Regions from separate parts of the Canis lupus genome. Here region 2 is linked to region 1. The links are chromatin contacts, called in public Hi-C maps. All regions are on one chromosome and are shown on one strand. Each heading gives the region's core, a stretch centred on a gene start, on an enhancer-like site or on the middle of the called end of the contact. The rest is flanking DNA. Distances are from core to core; before and after follow the strand shown.

Region 1 (2,700 bases), core at 31-2,530:
GAATGAGCGATGTTTCAAAAGAATAACATACCATGGCTGAGCAGGCTATATGCCAGGAATGGCTGAAAGTCATGAAATCTACCAGTACAAATGAGTATAACCTCAAATTAAAGGAGAATAGTAAGTGGCTAGGGCAACAAATGATGAAATGTCATTTGGCAAAAAGGAAACAGGAGGCATATTCCTGATGAAGGAAACTATTTCCATATAGTAAAGATGATTTACCTGTGGTGGTCTTTTAATTAAAGGGGTGTCATGAGGTTAGGCATATGGCTTGTGCTCATCACCAGGAAGGGAGTTGATTCTGAGGCCACCTTTTCCTTAGAGAAGAATGAACCTTAAACAGAAAACAAAAGCAGGCTTTGGATCCCTTTGGAATGTAACTTGATATTTAAAGGTTTGGTGCTCCACACATTAAAAAGATCAGAAAATGTATTCTTATTTATTTATTTATTTATTTGTTTATTTTTAAGAACACGAGTCAACCAGAAAAAGAACTATGGAGATGGGTAGAGAGCACAGGAGAGTCTGTGGGCCTGAAACCTAATCCTTGCTTGGTGGGTTTGATAGATAGCTGCTGTGTGGCCTCAAGTAAGTTACCATACCTCTCTGGCCCACAGTTTTCTCATCTGAAAAATGGAGACTGAACTGAGGAACAAGCTTAACAAGATAAACGTCTATGAAATAAACCATGAAATATTATTTGAGGGGACATTAACTTGACATGTCCCTAGCAAATTCCCTTTCCAAAATCCAGAACACTTTATCAGTTGCACCCCCAAGTGGGATGGATGCTCCAGGGGCAGCAAGTGTCTTAGAGGTGCCTATGAACTGAGTCCTGCAATGCAGATTTCTTCTTGGATCCAAGTTAATGCAAAAAAGAAGGGAAAGGACATTCGAGAAATTACCACATCCATTATAATCGCCGAAGCAGGCTGCTGTAAGAAGGGCTATTTAATAAAATTGTAAGAAGCCCTTTCCTAAGGGGGAAGAGATAGACCAGGATGGAAGTCAAGTGCAGCTGTTTGAGCCTCTGCCAGTGGCCTGATCTCACCAGAAAACTGAAGTTAAAAACAACAAACTTCCAGATTCAGCGATCTCGGATGAACACTGCCTCCCCCTGCCGTTTCCTCCCGCCCCTTTGTCCCTTCTCTCCCTGTCCCCCCAGCTCGGGCACCTGGGTCGCTCGGTGCTTTTCCGTGTGCTTGGGATGTCAGCCGGCGGCCCTGGCGACTGGAGCCTCGGGAGGCGGCAGCTACCTCTCGGGTTTAGCATTACGTCATCCCTTCTAGACCCAAATTTATCTCGGCTGCGCGCAGACCCGCAGCTCTGAGCTGCCGCTGACTCCAGGAGAGCTTACGCATGAAGTTAGGCAAGGCTGACTCACTGGGCAGAGGCAAAGGTTTTCTGCTGCTCTTCACGTTTTGGGGCCCTGAGGGGGGAGGTGGGAAGGAGAAGGAGGCTGCGGTTGTCGTTTTGGGGTGGAGGATGGAAAGATGTAGCACTGTGACGGTTCTCCTTTAGTAGGAGCTCAGGACTCACCCTTCTTCCTCCGTCTTCAGCCTTCAGTATTTGAAAACCCCCATCCTTAAAGATAATTGCAGAAACCAGTGCCCTGCGCCACAAGCATTTTGCACTTTCAGGGAAGTTCTCTCAAGCTCCAGGTGTTACCGATACAGTGACTTGGGGGCTTGTAACTTAACCTCAGGGTCCCTTCCCCTGTTTCCATCTCTCCTGTCTGCAGAAAAGATGTAATACAGACCAGCCTCCTCCATTGTTCGTGAATATGCAATAAGTCGTTTGGATCCAAAAAAAAAAAAAAAAAAAAGTCGTTTGGAAATTTGCACTGGGTAAACTGTGACAGAAAGGACTCCTAAGAGTGGAGAGCTTTGCCTTCTGTCCCCCCCCCGCCGCCACCGGGGGGATATGGCCCCCATCTGGGCTGTGTTTGTTATAGGCCTGGGGGATTCAGGGGGACTTTTCCCATCTTCCAATGAGGCTACCCTGAGAGAGATCCTTTAGGGAAAGGACTGCAGAGATTGCAGTCCAGAGATTGCAGGATTGCAGATAAGATTCCAGGTTCTTTGGTCAGAAGACTTTGGAAGCCTTGCTTTTCCTCAGTTTCCCCATCTGCATTTGTAGGGCAAACTGGATTCATTTGAACAAAAGAAAGGCCATAGCTGCCTCTGGGTTCCTCCAGGCTGGGACTGATGCTGAGGGAAGGTGAAGCACATTACTTTGCCGAGGCTAGAGCCCCAAGCTTTGTACTGTGGAAAGCCGTTGTGGCCAGTGGTAGAGCAAGAACTCTAGGAGTCAGTCAAAGCAGGGAGAAGGAAATGGCGCCTTTGGTTGACACTGTCCCACTGCCCTCCATCACCATCATCTCTGCTCTTCTTCAACAGATGCAGGTGGCCTTTTTGGTGACTCCTGCCCTACTCTCCATTTCCTCCTTTCCCTCTTGGCTATGGCTCTAAAAGAAGGGCTGGTTAATTCATCTGGAGGTCAACTGTGAAAGGTCTGGCATGGGTACCAAGCATCCAGCTTTCTCTTAATAACCTGCTAGGTCTTATGATCTATGAATTTATTTATTTTTTTGATCTATGAATTTAAACCCATGTGTATTTTAGTTGGTACTTTTTTTTTTTTTTGATTGCCTGTTGCATGGTTTATCTCCTATTGGGGAGACTTTTGTCATAAATC
Region 2 (2,764 bases), core at 27-2,526, 300 kb after region 1:
TGCTCCAGATACTGTAAACCAGGTTGAATTTTTCTGAAAGGTCTACAGCCTCAGAATTTTTTGAAGCAGGGTCAGAAGCCTGGGTAACAGCATAACCAGGTCCTCTCCCCAGGTCTCATTACAAGATGTCAGCCAGACTGCAATTTCATAGAAGTCTCAGGGGCATACATCTCTATAATTTGAGTAAATAGAATTATTTTATACGTCCCATTTTTAATTCTAAAAATGAAGTGATTTTTATCATCCTTATGTTATGGAATAGGAAATGGAGGCTTTCAACTTTAATTATTAATATGCCTCCAATCCCACAGAAATTGACACTGTAGAGACACTAATCCCAGAGAAATGTTTGAGGGATTTTTTTCTTTTTCTTTTTTTAAACTCCAAGAGCTGCAAAGGATTTGACCTTGCCAGCACCAAGGGTGAAAAGGATGAAGTTAGCAGGTCATTAAAAACAGTTCAATCTAGAAATAATTAGGGCTGGAACAGCTCACAGCAGCGGGAGGGGCAGCAAAGATCGACTGACTTAAGGGGCAGGTAATTTTACAGCGGCCCAGAGATCCAATTTCTAACTAAAGTTTTTTCCTTCCTAAAAGTGATCAGATTAGATCTAAACGGCGCTGCTAGCACCATCTTTCAGGCTGTTAAAGAAAATAAAAAAGCTTTTATTCTTATCTAAATCTTTTTGTTGCAATTGTCCAAATCTGCCTAGATTTTCAGCAGAAGAAAGGAAGAAGTCCAGGCTATTAATTTTCACAGTATTACAACACATTTTCGAGCGACACGTCCCTTCCGGGCTGCGCTGCGAGTGCGCTCCGAGCCGGGGAGGCCATTCTAGGTTCACATAAACCCCCAGAGAGCGCGGAGAGAGACCGGCCGCCGCCCCCGGGTCTCCGAGACCCTGCAGGTTGCAAGAGCCGCGCCGGGTGCGCGTTTTTAAACAGCCCGAGGTCACGTGGCCACCGGCAAGCCCCGCTATTGGCTCTCGGGCTCTCACTCTTGCCTTTGGCGCCGAACCTTTCGCCCCTTGTGGACGCAACCATTGGCTCCGCGCTCGGAGGGAACACGGGCCAACCTCACGCACAAGGCTTTTCCGAACGAAGCTTCCGACTAATTTTCAGGAGAATTTCAGCTACAGACTCAACAATCAAATGAAATCCACTTAGGGACGCCGTGTAAGGCTCCTTTGGACAAAAAGAAAGAGAAGACCAGACCCCGACGCCCCCTACGCTCTGTAGGGGCCGAGAGAATGGTTCCGCCCAAGGCGCGGACTCCGCCTCCACGGGCGCCGCCATTTTGTTTGGCTGGAGCGGGGCGAGCGGCGCCTTGGGGGAGGGGTCTCGTAGGCGTCTCACTGGACCCCACGACCGCGCTGTCGCTTCTCCGGAGGAGTCCTCCCCGGCGAGGGGCGCGGAATCATGTACATAAAGCAGGTGAGGTCCGTGCGTCCCGCCCGCCCCGTCACGGGCCTCGGAGGGCCGCTCCGTGAGGCGGGGGTGTCGCGGGGCGACCGGGGCCTGTCGCCTCCCGCCTCCCGGCAGGGCGGACCCCGAGCTGAACGCGGGCTGCGGGGGAGGGGAGAGGCCCCGCCCCGCGACGCGGGGCCCTGAGAACTGGGGCGCGGGTCTGCAGCGCGGGCCGCCTCGCGGGGCGCTCCCCTGAGGAGGCGGGCGCTCCAGGAGGATTGGAGGGCGGGCGGGCTCGAGGGCGCCGAGCTGGCTGGGGGCCGCGGCGGGGGCGCGTGAAGCGGTGGTCTCCTCGCCTCAGCCCCGCGGCGCTGCTCGGCCGGGGGTGGGGGGGCGGCTCGGGTTGGGGTGTCAGCCTAGCCGCGGGTCTTTGTCCTCGAATTGCGGGAGACGCGAAGGGGACGCCCCCCCTCGCGGAAGGTGTAGCGCCACCTCGTCCACTTGTGTACTTCTGTCAAAATGTGGTCTTCCCGCGCTGCAGTCCACCGCGGAGACGAGCCCTTCACGCTCTTGGAGAAGTTTCTCTGTGGGATGTGTTGGACTCTTAAGCATCCCTTTCTTGGAACGTCTGCTTTTTTTTTTTTTTTTGTTTTTGTTTTTTGGCTAGTGAGTCTGAGGGAAACGCTTTGGATAAGAAAACTGGGGCCAGCCCAGCGCGCCTGCTTGACACAGTTTCCAACAGTGCCAGTGGTTACCAGTAAACCGGCAGGTGTTTTTGTTTTTTGTTTTTTTGTAGGATTTTTAATCCCCACTTTCCAGAATGAGTTTCTCTTACATGAAATTGAAAGTTTTCTATCTTGCATTAGGGGAGAAGCCAGAAAGAGAGAAGTGCCGAGGAGAAACGTTAGTTTAGGAGTTACTTCTTTTAGTATATGTTCCCTGAAAAGTGCCTTTTTTTATTTATCAGGTTATCATCCAGGGTTTTCGGAGTTACAGAGATCAAACAATTGTAGATCCCTTCAGCTCAAAACATAATGTCATTGGTAAGTATCCATGGCTTACAACTTCAGATTTATAGGTGTAGAACCATTTAAATTCTGTCCTTAAAAAAAAAAATTCTGTCCTTTTAGGTTTAAGAAAAGAGGAATTGGCTTGGAGTATGACATAAGTAAATACATGTTTTTTGTATATGACATAACATGTCTATCAGCACTGATGGTTTGCTTATTTTATACATTAAAATATTTGCATAAGGGATCCCTGGGTGGCACAGCGGTTTGGAACCTGCCTTTGGCCCAGGGCGCGATCCTGGAGACCCGGGATCGAATCCCGCGTTGGGCTCCTGGTGCATGGAGCCT

Evidence for each region. A called contact is a pair of places that touch in the nucleus more often than the background predicts.
Region 2: a Hi-C map of blood shows a contact between it and region 1, with 2.2 times the contacts expected there. The contact joins the promoter of SMC3 here to the enhancer-like site in region 1. A contact is called at or near these places in 2 of 9 Hi-C or Micro-C datasets (both in blood).

The regions. Positions count from the first base shown.
Region 1 is chr28:21,812,086-21,814,785 of UU_Cfam_GSD_1.0, forward strand. All of the region lies in intron 1 of MXI1 (max-interacting protein 1), which reads left to right. It overlaps LOC111093049 (a long non-coding RNA gene), which reads right to left. Exons shown (of 3, transcript XR_005380586.1): 3 at 1-337. Among named protein-coding and RNA genes, the nearest start is that of MXI1, 14 kb to the left of the region's middle. Within about 2 kb of position 1,281, at least 14 of the 20 cell types and tissues checked have an H3K27ac peak or open chromatin away from gene starts, as enhancers often do. A contact at or near this core is called in blood, where this site is marked.
Region 2 is chr28:22,112,925-22,115,688 of UU_Cfam_GSD_1.0, forward strand. SMC3 (structural maintenance of chromosomes protein 3) reads left to right here and starts at 1,277. Exons shown (of 29, transcript XM_038578770.1): 1 at 1,277-1,433; 2 at 2,374-2,449. The coding sequence starts at 1,419.